Regions from separate parts of the Mus musculus genome. Here regions 1 and 3 are each linked to region 2. Evidence: chromatin contacts called from public Hi-C and HiChIP or PLAC-seq data. All regions are on one chromosome and are shown on one strand. Each heading gives the region's core, a stretch centred on a gene start, on an enhancer-like site or on the middle of the called end of the contact. The rest is flanking DNA. Distances are from core to core; before and after follow the strand shown. Region 1 has its middle 9.1 kb from the start of 1700036A12Rik. Region 2 has its middle 41 kb from the start of Gm34770. Region 3 overlaps Gm51680 (a long non-coding RNA gene).

Evidence for each region. Hi-C and Micro-C count contacts between places; a contact is called where the count stands out from the background. HiChIP or PLAC-seq counts read pairs in DNA pulled down with a chosen protein or histone mark.
Region 1: an H3K27ac HiChIP or PLAC-seq map of T-cell acute lymphoblastic leukemia shows a contact between it and region 2, with 2.7 times the contacts expected there. The contact joins two enhancer-like sites.
Region 3: a Hi-C map of bone marrow-derived macrophages shows a contact between it and region 2, with 21 read pairs. The contact joins two enhancer-like sites. A contact is called at or near these places in 2 of 39 promoter capture datasets (the C10 cell line and embryonic stem cells), 5 of 15 datasets of contacts at CTCF or cohesin (embryonic stem cells, large pre-B cells, pro-B cells and 1 more), 49 of 484 Hi-C or Micro-C datasets (B cells, ECoMG-derived neutrophils, the G1E-ER4 cell line and 23 more), 22 of 115 datasets of contacts at active chromatin or transcription factors (CD8 T cells, DN3 thymocytes, the NIH/3T3 cell line and 14 more) and 1 of 9 other capture datasets (embryonic stem cells).

What each region holds. Positions count from the first base shown.
Region 1 is chr9:60,775,660-60,778,359 of GRCm38.p6, reverse strand. No RefSeq gene overlaps it. Among named protein-coding and RNA genes, the nearest start is that of 1700036A12Rik, 9.1 kb to the right of the region's middle. Within about 2 kb of position 1,274, at least 22 of the 459 cell types and tissues checked have an H3K27ac peak or open chromatin away from gene starts, as enhancers often do. A contact at or near this core is called in T-cell acute lymphoblastic leukemia, where this site is marked.
Region 2 is chr9:61,701,465-61,704,164 of GRCm38.p6, reverse strand. No RefSeq gene overlaps it. Among named protein-coding and RNA genes, the nearest start is that of Gm34770, 41 kb to the right of the region's middle. Within about 2 kb of position 1,339, at least 144 of the 459 cell types and tissues checked have an H3K27ac peak or open chromatin away from gene starts, as enhancers often do. A contact at or near this core is called in B cells, ECoMG-derived neutrophils, Kupffer cells and 7 more, where this site is marked.
Region 3 is chr9:61,021,226-61,023,925 of GRCm38.p6, reverse strand. All of the region lies in intron 1 of Gm51680 (a long non-coding RNA gene), which reads left to right. Among named protein-coding and RNA genes, the nearest start is that of Gm5122, 5.5 kb to the right of the region's middle. Within about 2 kb of position 1,410, at least 83 of the 459 cell types and tissues checked have an H3K27ac peak or open chromatin away from gene starts, as enhancers often do. A contact at or near this core is called in B cells, ECoMG-derived neutrophils, Kupffer cells and 6 more, where this site is marked.

The sequences.
Region 1 (2,700 bases), core at 25-2,524, 930 kb after region 2:
GGAGGGAAGGGCATAAAGGCAGCACGCAATAAACATCAGCTGAGCAGCTGAAGGTAAGCCTAGTCTTCCATGTGAGCTGCTGTAGCAGAAATCTCTGTCAGCTCAGCAGACAACGCCTGAACCAAATGGGGCTCTGTCTCCAGGAACACAGTCTATCTTCCATGTCTCTATCTTTAGCATGTCTCCTCCCTCCAGCACCGTGAGCTCACGCCATAAGCTATATGAAACTGTCTGTGACATCCCCAACAGAACAATGAATGTTTAGTTTTTTAAATAATTTGAGGGTCAATGATTTGGCTCTAGGGGCAAAGGCGCTTGCCACTAATCTTGACTACCTGAGTTCAATCCCCAAGGCCTACACGATGGAAGGATAAAACTGATGATCACAAGTTGTTCTCCTTCCCACACAAGCTTTGTACCAATCAATAAATAAATGTAAAGACTTTAAAGATAAAATAATCCAATAGGCTATACATGTATTTAATTTGGATATACAATTCATACATTGAAAAGCAAGTTGGCCTTAGTAGTTTATTTCTTTGGCTTTTGTATTGGGGGAGAAGGAACCATAATCTAACAGGGATGCTGTGTGTGCATTTTTAATTTTTTTTTTTTTAGATTAAAACAATGGAATTGTTCTTCTAAAAGCTTTTCTGTGCCTTTTTCTTAAATTATTTCTTTATTTCATGTATATGAGTACACTATTGCTCTCTTCAGACACACCAGAAGAGGGCATCGGATTCCATTACAGATGGTTGTGAGCCACCATGTGGTTGCTGGGATTTGAACTCAGGACCTTTGGAAGAGCAGTAGGTGTTCTTAACCACTGAGCCATCTCTCCAGCCCCTGTGCCTTTCTTTCTACTTAGAAATACCAGCATTTCAGTAGCTGCTTGGTGTGCCATTAATGGAGCCGCAGCAATGAACCAAACCTTCATTAAAAGGGCCTTGGATGGAGACGTTAGTGAGGTAGAGTTTTAGGCAGAGCGCACAGGGCTGGGCCTGGGTGTGGGCAAACAAATGGAGATGGCGGCCCAGAAATGTGTCACCAAAATGACACATTTCCCTGTAGGGAACCGCCTGGGATGAATTGGGGAAAAGCTCAGGTGCCAGAAGAGGGAATCCAAGCCCAGGAGAGCAGAAGGAACGAGCACCTGGAGAGCTGCCCCACCGCCTGTCCTACCCGGAGGCATTTGGCTCTCCTTGGAGCACCTCTACTGGGCAGGTGCTTCCTCTGTGGGCTCCGAGCCTCTGCAGCACATTCCAAGGCCTTTGCTCACATCCTCCAGCTCCCTCCCTTGTGTCTGAGCCTTTGCCTTTCTGAACTCTCTTTCCTCCCCACGCTCGTGGGTATCCTTGACTCTTGGGCGATCCTGACGCCCACCTCAACTTTCTTCACTCATTTTCTAGATCCCTCCTACAGCTGCCATAATGATAGTCTACAGTTATGGTGCTTAGGCAATAACTGTCTCCCAGACCAAAGGTCTGAACTTCAAGAGGTAACAAAAGTGTGCTCCCTCTGCAAGCTGCAGAAGAGACTCCTCCAAGGTTGCTCGGAGCCAATGCTGTTCCTCTGCCATTGTGTGCAGACGCAGGCATCACTTGTCTCCAGCCTTTGCCAGGTCGCTCCTTGCCTGCCTTCTTCGGTAGCTTTCCAGTCTCTTTTCTAAACACACCCGCATGTCTCCTCACTAAGACACCAGTCAGAGTGAGCTGTGAATTTGCCATACTCAAGTATGACCTCACCCTAATTAGTTACATCCACAATGACCCTGTTTCCACACAAGGGCACCTTCTTAGGTTCCGAGGCTTAGATTCAAACATATTTCTCTTTGTGGGTGCATGGTGTGTGTGTGTGTGTTCATGTCTATGTATGTGTGTATGAGTGGGTGTATGAGCCTGGTTATGAAGGCCAGATGACAACCTGTGTGTGGTTCCTCCAGAGCCTTCCTCTTGAGAGCTAAGATGGCCGATAAGGAACCCTAAGAATTATCCCACTCTGCCTCCCCTGTTCTGGGGTTACAAGCACACCACTAATGATACCTGGCTCTTGTTTTTAAAACATGGGCTCTGGGGAACAAACTCTGTTCCTCGTGCTTGCAATGGAAGTACTTTATCAACTGAGCATCTTTTCAGAGGACAATTTATAGAAGGGACTAGTGGTTTACAAAGTAAAGCAAGGCTCCCCTCAGAGTCTCCAAGACAATTCTTTGTGACAAGGGAAGAAAATATGGAATTTTCTGTTTCTACTTAATTAAATAATTAAAAAGAGAAATAAATTCAGTTTTATTACTGTTTAATGTGTGGATTGATACTGATGACCACCTCAATGTAGGCTGTTTGTTAGAGCCCTAGGACACAAACCATGAAAAAAAAATGAGGTCTGGGAAGACACCGGGCTCTTCTACAAACACCAGAACCAGAATGCAAGTTTGCACTTTGTACTACAAAAAAATGTTAGTTTTTTTTTTTTTAATGTTGACAAACAGCAAGTTCTTGACCAAAGACCAATTAAAAGGCTGTAGTCATGTTGGTTAAAAGTTATCTCACAGGATCTCAAGTGGAGGTGGGCTTCAGAGACTCTGAGGTATAAAGGATTGGATATCAGCAGCAGAGATGGCAAACCATAGACGTGTACACAGGCAGGCCCAGGAAGTGGGCAGAGGAACAGGAGCCTAGGACAGAGGCTTGAGAACAGCAG
Region 2 (2,700 bases), core at 90-2,589:
GGGAATCTGATTCTTGTCCTGTGCAAAAACAGCAATTGCTCTTAACTGCTGAGCCACCTCTCCAGCCCTAGCAAGGAGGTGTTTTGTGGGAGAACTGAGCCTTGGGGTTCCAGTGCTGATTCTGTCAGGTTCCCCTTTTGGAAATAGAAAGGACGTTTCTGAGCTGATCTGTGAACTTCTGTGGAGGCTGGAGCTGTTTTAGTGTGTGTGTGTGTGTGTGTGTGTGTGTGTGTGTGTGTGTGTGTGTTATAATGCAGACAGACTAACTGACAGAAACACCTGACAGGAGAGGGAATTTATTTTGGCTCGTGGTTTTAGGCCATCCTAGCAGGACAGGGTTAGCAGAGCTGCTCACCCACAGGCAGGAATGTGACAGTGACTATTCACAGGGTGGCAGACCAGGTGGGGGAGTGGTCTGGAAGAGACTAGGTTGTAACCTTCAAAGTCCTTCCCTTGGTGACCCACACTGGCCAGCCAGATCTCCTGGATTTCTAAAACTTTGCTGACGAACAGGGAACAAGTGTTCGAATGTGCATGAGTTTGAGGCGAACTCTTCAGATTCAAAACGAAAAGACCCAGCAAGGGGCTAAGATGCGAGTGTCTGGAAAAAGCCAAGAAGGAGAAGGCTCTTGTTCCAATTAGGAATGAATTTGGCTGCACGCCATATAGCAACCAGCTCCACCGGCTTGATCCTGTTTACTAACGTCTTAGTGATAATAAGGGGTAGGGAGCCGTGATTTTTTTTTGCATGCCATGCTCCCCTCCGCGGCTCTGTGCCTGGTCCACATGCATACAAGCTGCCTATAAACCCAACACAAGTGCCATCCTGTCCAGCTTTCCATCCAAGAGTGGGAACTTGTGTGGGGAATGAAAAATCCCCGTAACTATGCAATGGCTGTAATCAGATGTTCACCCTGTGATACAAAGAGGCTGGACAAGGGAGTGGGTTTTTTGTTTGTTTGTTTGTTTTTTGTTTTTGTTTTTGTTTGACTGGACACACCATTACCTCCAACAAATCTAGAGTTTTGATGGGATAAAAAGAGAGGCCTGGGAGGATGTGGGAAGGCGACTACACTCTTGTCCTAAGATGGGGACCATTCTGAAGGGTTCTTTGACACTCAGCTTCTGCTGGGAGCGAAAGTCTCGCGTGTGGAGAATAAAGAATGGGAGTCGGGACGCACCAAGGAGTAGAGGACAGAGCCGCCATGCTACAGGTTTGCATGCCTGAGCTGAGAGAGGATCGTGTTCCCTGGGTTATCTCCTCCATCCTGTTCAGTTTCCTTAACCCCACTGGCTGGGGCTGCGAGCTGAGTCCCAGGCGCTCGTTAATAGCTGCTGGGTATGTGTACGTCTCTACCCAAAGACGTCTAACCGCAGACTTCCTCTTGACTCCTGGCAACAGGGAGAAAACAAAACCAGAGCGGTTTTCCTTGCTGAAAAGGACAGAACCGACTTGTTTGCTTAATAAGCCCAGATGGTGAAGCTTCACTTCTAAAAGGAGAAGCTACACTGCCAGGCCAAGGAGTCTTGGCTGGGCAAAGAAATCCCAGGACTCCACACGGAGATCCCCTGCAATTTAGAGGCTCTGTGGTCAATGAGAGGAAACCACTGCGCAGGGGCTCAGTAGGCTTGGCCTGGAGCACCGCTCGTGACCCACGGAGCCTAGCGGAAGGGATACACTCTGGGGCTCAGTAGACTCAGCCTACAGCACCTCATGTGACCCACGAAGCCTAGTGGAAGATAAACACCCATGCAAGGAAACCGAGGCCTTCTCCATTCCACTACCACGGGGCCTCTGACCACTTCCGGTTTCACAGACTTCACTTAAATACTTATTCCCCACCCCCTTCTCTCGTTTACTGGTATTAATTTTAGCAATCGATGAATTCCCATTTTGTCGTTTTCCGTTTGCCTGTTTCACTAATTCAATGATGTACATTCAACATTTTTATTCTTAGTTTTCCTTCCTTAACAACGAGGGCTTTTGAAACTGAGTATTTTTTTTTTCTTGAGGTCAGATTTTCTCAGGGTCCTTTTAGAATTTAGAAAAAAATTTTCCTCTTTTTATCAGTTTCTCTATGGTTTTGTATATATGTGTATGTGTTTGTGTGTGTGCGCATGTGAGTACAGGTGTGTGTGTGTGTGTGTGTGTGTGTGTGTGTGTGCAGGCAAGAGGAAGATGGCAAATGTCTTCTTTTGCCCTCCCCCTTATTTTTATTTATTTTTTATTTATTTTATGTATATGAGTACACTGTAGCTGTCTTCAGACACACCAGAAGAGGGCATCAGACCCCATTACAGATGGTTGTGAGGCACCATGTGGTTGCTGGGAATTGAACTCAGGACCTCTGGAAGAACAATCAGTGCTCTTAACTAACCACTGAGCCATCTCTACAGTCCCCTTATTTTTTTAGATGTATTTTTTTATGTGTATGTGTGTGTGTGTGTGCCTGAGTGTTTGTATTTGTACCATGTACATGCATGTGGCTGAAGAGACCAGAAGAGTGTTGGAGCTCAGGAATAGGCAGTTGTGAGCCACTTAACATGGGTGCTGGGGAATAATCGCAGGTCCTTTGGGAGAGCAGAAAGCGCTCTGAACCACCGAGTCATCTTCCCAGCCTTCCCGCTTTAGCTTTAGACAGAGTCTCTCCCTGAACCTGCAGCTCACTGATTCAGCTGGGCTGGCCAAACTCAAGCCTT
Region 3 (2,700 bases), core at 161-2,660, 680 kb after region 2:
TGTATGAATGTTTGTCTGCATGTATGCATATGCACCATGGCTGTGGCTAGTGCCCCTAGAAGCCAGAAGCAGTCTTCGGATCCCCTGAGACTGGGGTTATGGATAATGGTGGGTGCTTGTCTTAGTGTTTCATTGCTGTGAAGAGACACCATGGCCACAGCAAGTCTTGTAAAGGAAGACTCCGGAATTGGGGCTGGCTTAGAGTTTCAGAGGTTTAGTCCATTATCGTCATGGTGGGAAGCATGGCAGTGTGCAGGCAGACACGGTGCTGCAGGCAGCAAGGAGAGACTATGTGCCACACAGCATAGTGTGAGCATATAAGCCCTCAAAGCTCATCTCCACAGGAACATACTTTCTACAAAAGCTCACACCTACCCCAACAAGGCCACGCTTCCTGATAGTGACACTCCCTATGACCAAGCACTCAAACACATGAGTCCATAGAGGCCATTCCTATTCAAACCACCACAGTGTTGGAACTGAACCCGAGTCCTTGACCAAGCACCAATTCATTGCAGTTATTTTCACCATCAAGTACTTTTGCTTTACCATCCTAAGTGTCTTCGGACCCAAGCCCCTGACCGTGTTACAGTTACATTGAATTCGTCATTCCCCACATGGTTCTCTGCACCCTCTGGCACCTGCTGCTCCCTCCACCCCATCCCTCTTCCCACTCAGATTCCACCCTTGCCGGCCTTAGAGACATTGCCTAGATGCCCAGTCTATGGCTATCCATGCAACCCTGGGTCCCAGTGCCGATTTATGGTGGATGTCATGCTGAGATGGTACCCGTGAATGACCCAACAGAGATGGGGTCCCAGTTCCCTGAGAGCAGAGACATATCTCTCCACACACGTGTACACACCACACTAGCAGTGCCTGTGCCTGCACACATACACAGACACACATGGACAGATTCACCTTCCTGTCTCTGGAGCAGAAGGACACTTGGTTCTGCCTTCAGGAAGGGCCATCAGACACCCGCAGACAGACTTTCCCCTGTGTGTGTGTGGCTCCAAACCTAGGCTGTGTTTCTGAAGCAGAAAGTGAGAAGAAACTACCCTTGTGATTGGGAGCCCTCAGGCCACGGCCACTGTGTGTCATCTAAAGGAGAACTGAAACTCAGAGTCCCAAATAGAGAAAAGAGAAGCAACGCGGCCAAGCCTGCCCATCCCCTCAGCACAGCAAAGTAAATCCAGTGGTTTGCTCCTTTTTTTTTTTTTTTTTTTTTTTTTCTGCTGTGCTAGCTGTAGGGCTGTAGGATGAGCAAGCCAGAAAGTTCACTGGGGTAATCCCAACACAGGTCACTGGCCTCTGTCTGGTGACTTCAACAGGATCTCATAACTACTCCCCAACCCCTGGCATCCCTCTCCTGGCCTTTGCTTCCCTCTGCTAGGTCCAAGTCAAAACAGTTCCCCTACTAGAGGCCTGGCCCAGCCAGCCCATCACCAGAGCATAGGGCACAGGCCAGAACCAGAGCTTGCGACATGATTCACTTTGTCTGTGGACAGATTGATGCAACTGTGGGTGAGAAGTCGTTCTTCAAATGGAAAAAAAAAAAAACCTGGCTACAATGCAGGGAAAGGTGGGGCTGGGGCTGTATCGGAGCTGCAGGGGCAAAGCTCCACAGTCTCCCCCCACCCCCCCACCCCCTACACACCCCCATCCCAGGCTTGGGCTTTCAAAAGCAACCCTGCTGAGGAGTGTGTATCTTCTACCTAGAAAGATACATTGGGTGAAGAAGGAAAAAGCTCTTGGGTAAAGGGCCCCAGCAGAATGGAGCTCTCTCCCTGGGCAGCCAGCATGTGGCTACACATGATTCTGTTTTTAAATTAGCGCATAATGTGTTAGAAGCCAGTAGGATATCTTCTAACAAAGTGTGAGTCCCTTCCCCTCCCAACCACACTAGCAGTTCCTCTTCCTCCCTTGTGGCTGCCTCTGATCTCTTTCCCCTTTCAAGCGCCAAGTGTCCTGACCCCCGTCCTTTCTCATTACCTAATATTACTTCTCTTGGCCGTCTCTCTAGACTTTTAGATTTTACCCATGCGAATGCCTGTGCATATGTTCACATATGAAGGAAAATGTGTTTTCTGTCTAAGTTTGGGTTTAGCATTGTTTAGCGTTATACTTCCCAGATCCATCCATTTTCCTGAAAATTCTGTGACATCATTTTTCTTCACCACTGCATACTATTTCATCATGTATATGTGCCAGATCCCCATTATCCACTCATCGGTTGATGGACGCATAGGCTGGTCACGTTTCCCTGTTATTGTGAACATAGCAATGGTATGCACATAGGCATGCACACGAGTGTGCAAATGTCTCTGTGGTAGGATATGGAGTGCTTTGGAGTCTAGGAATGCTAGAGCCAGGACACATGATTGTTTTATTTTTAATGTCTGGGGTTTTTTTTTGTTTTTTGAGAAAACTCCAAACTGGTTTGCACAATGGTTGTGCTGACTTGCACTCCTGCCAAGAGTAATGAAGGACCCTTCCCTTCCTCTCCAACCTTTGGGGTCAGATTTCTTAATGGTATCCCTTCTGACTGATGTGAGCAGGTGTCTCAAAGAAGGGCTTTTTTCTTTCAAGATTTTTTTTTGTTTGTTTGTTTGTTTGTATGAGTATTTTGCCTGCATGGATGTATATGTACCACATGGGTGCAGTGCCCGTGGAGGCCAGAAGAGGGCGTTGGATCCC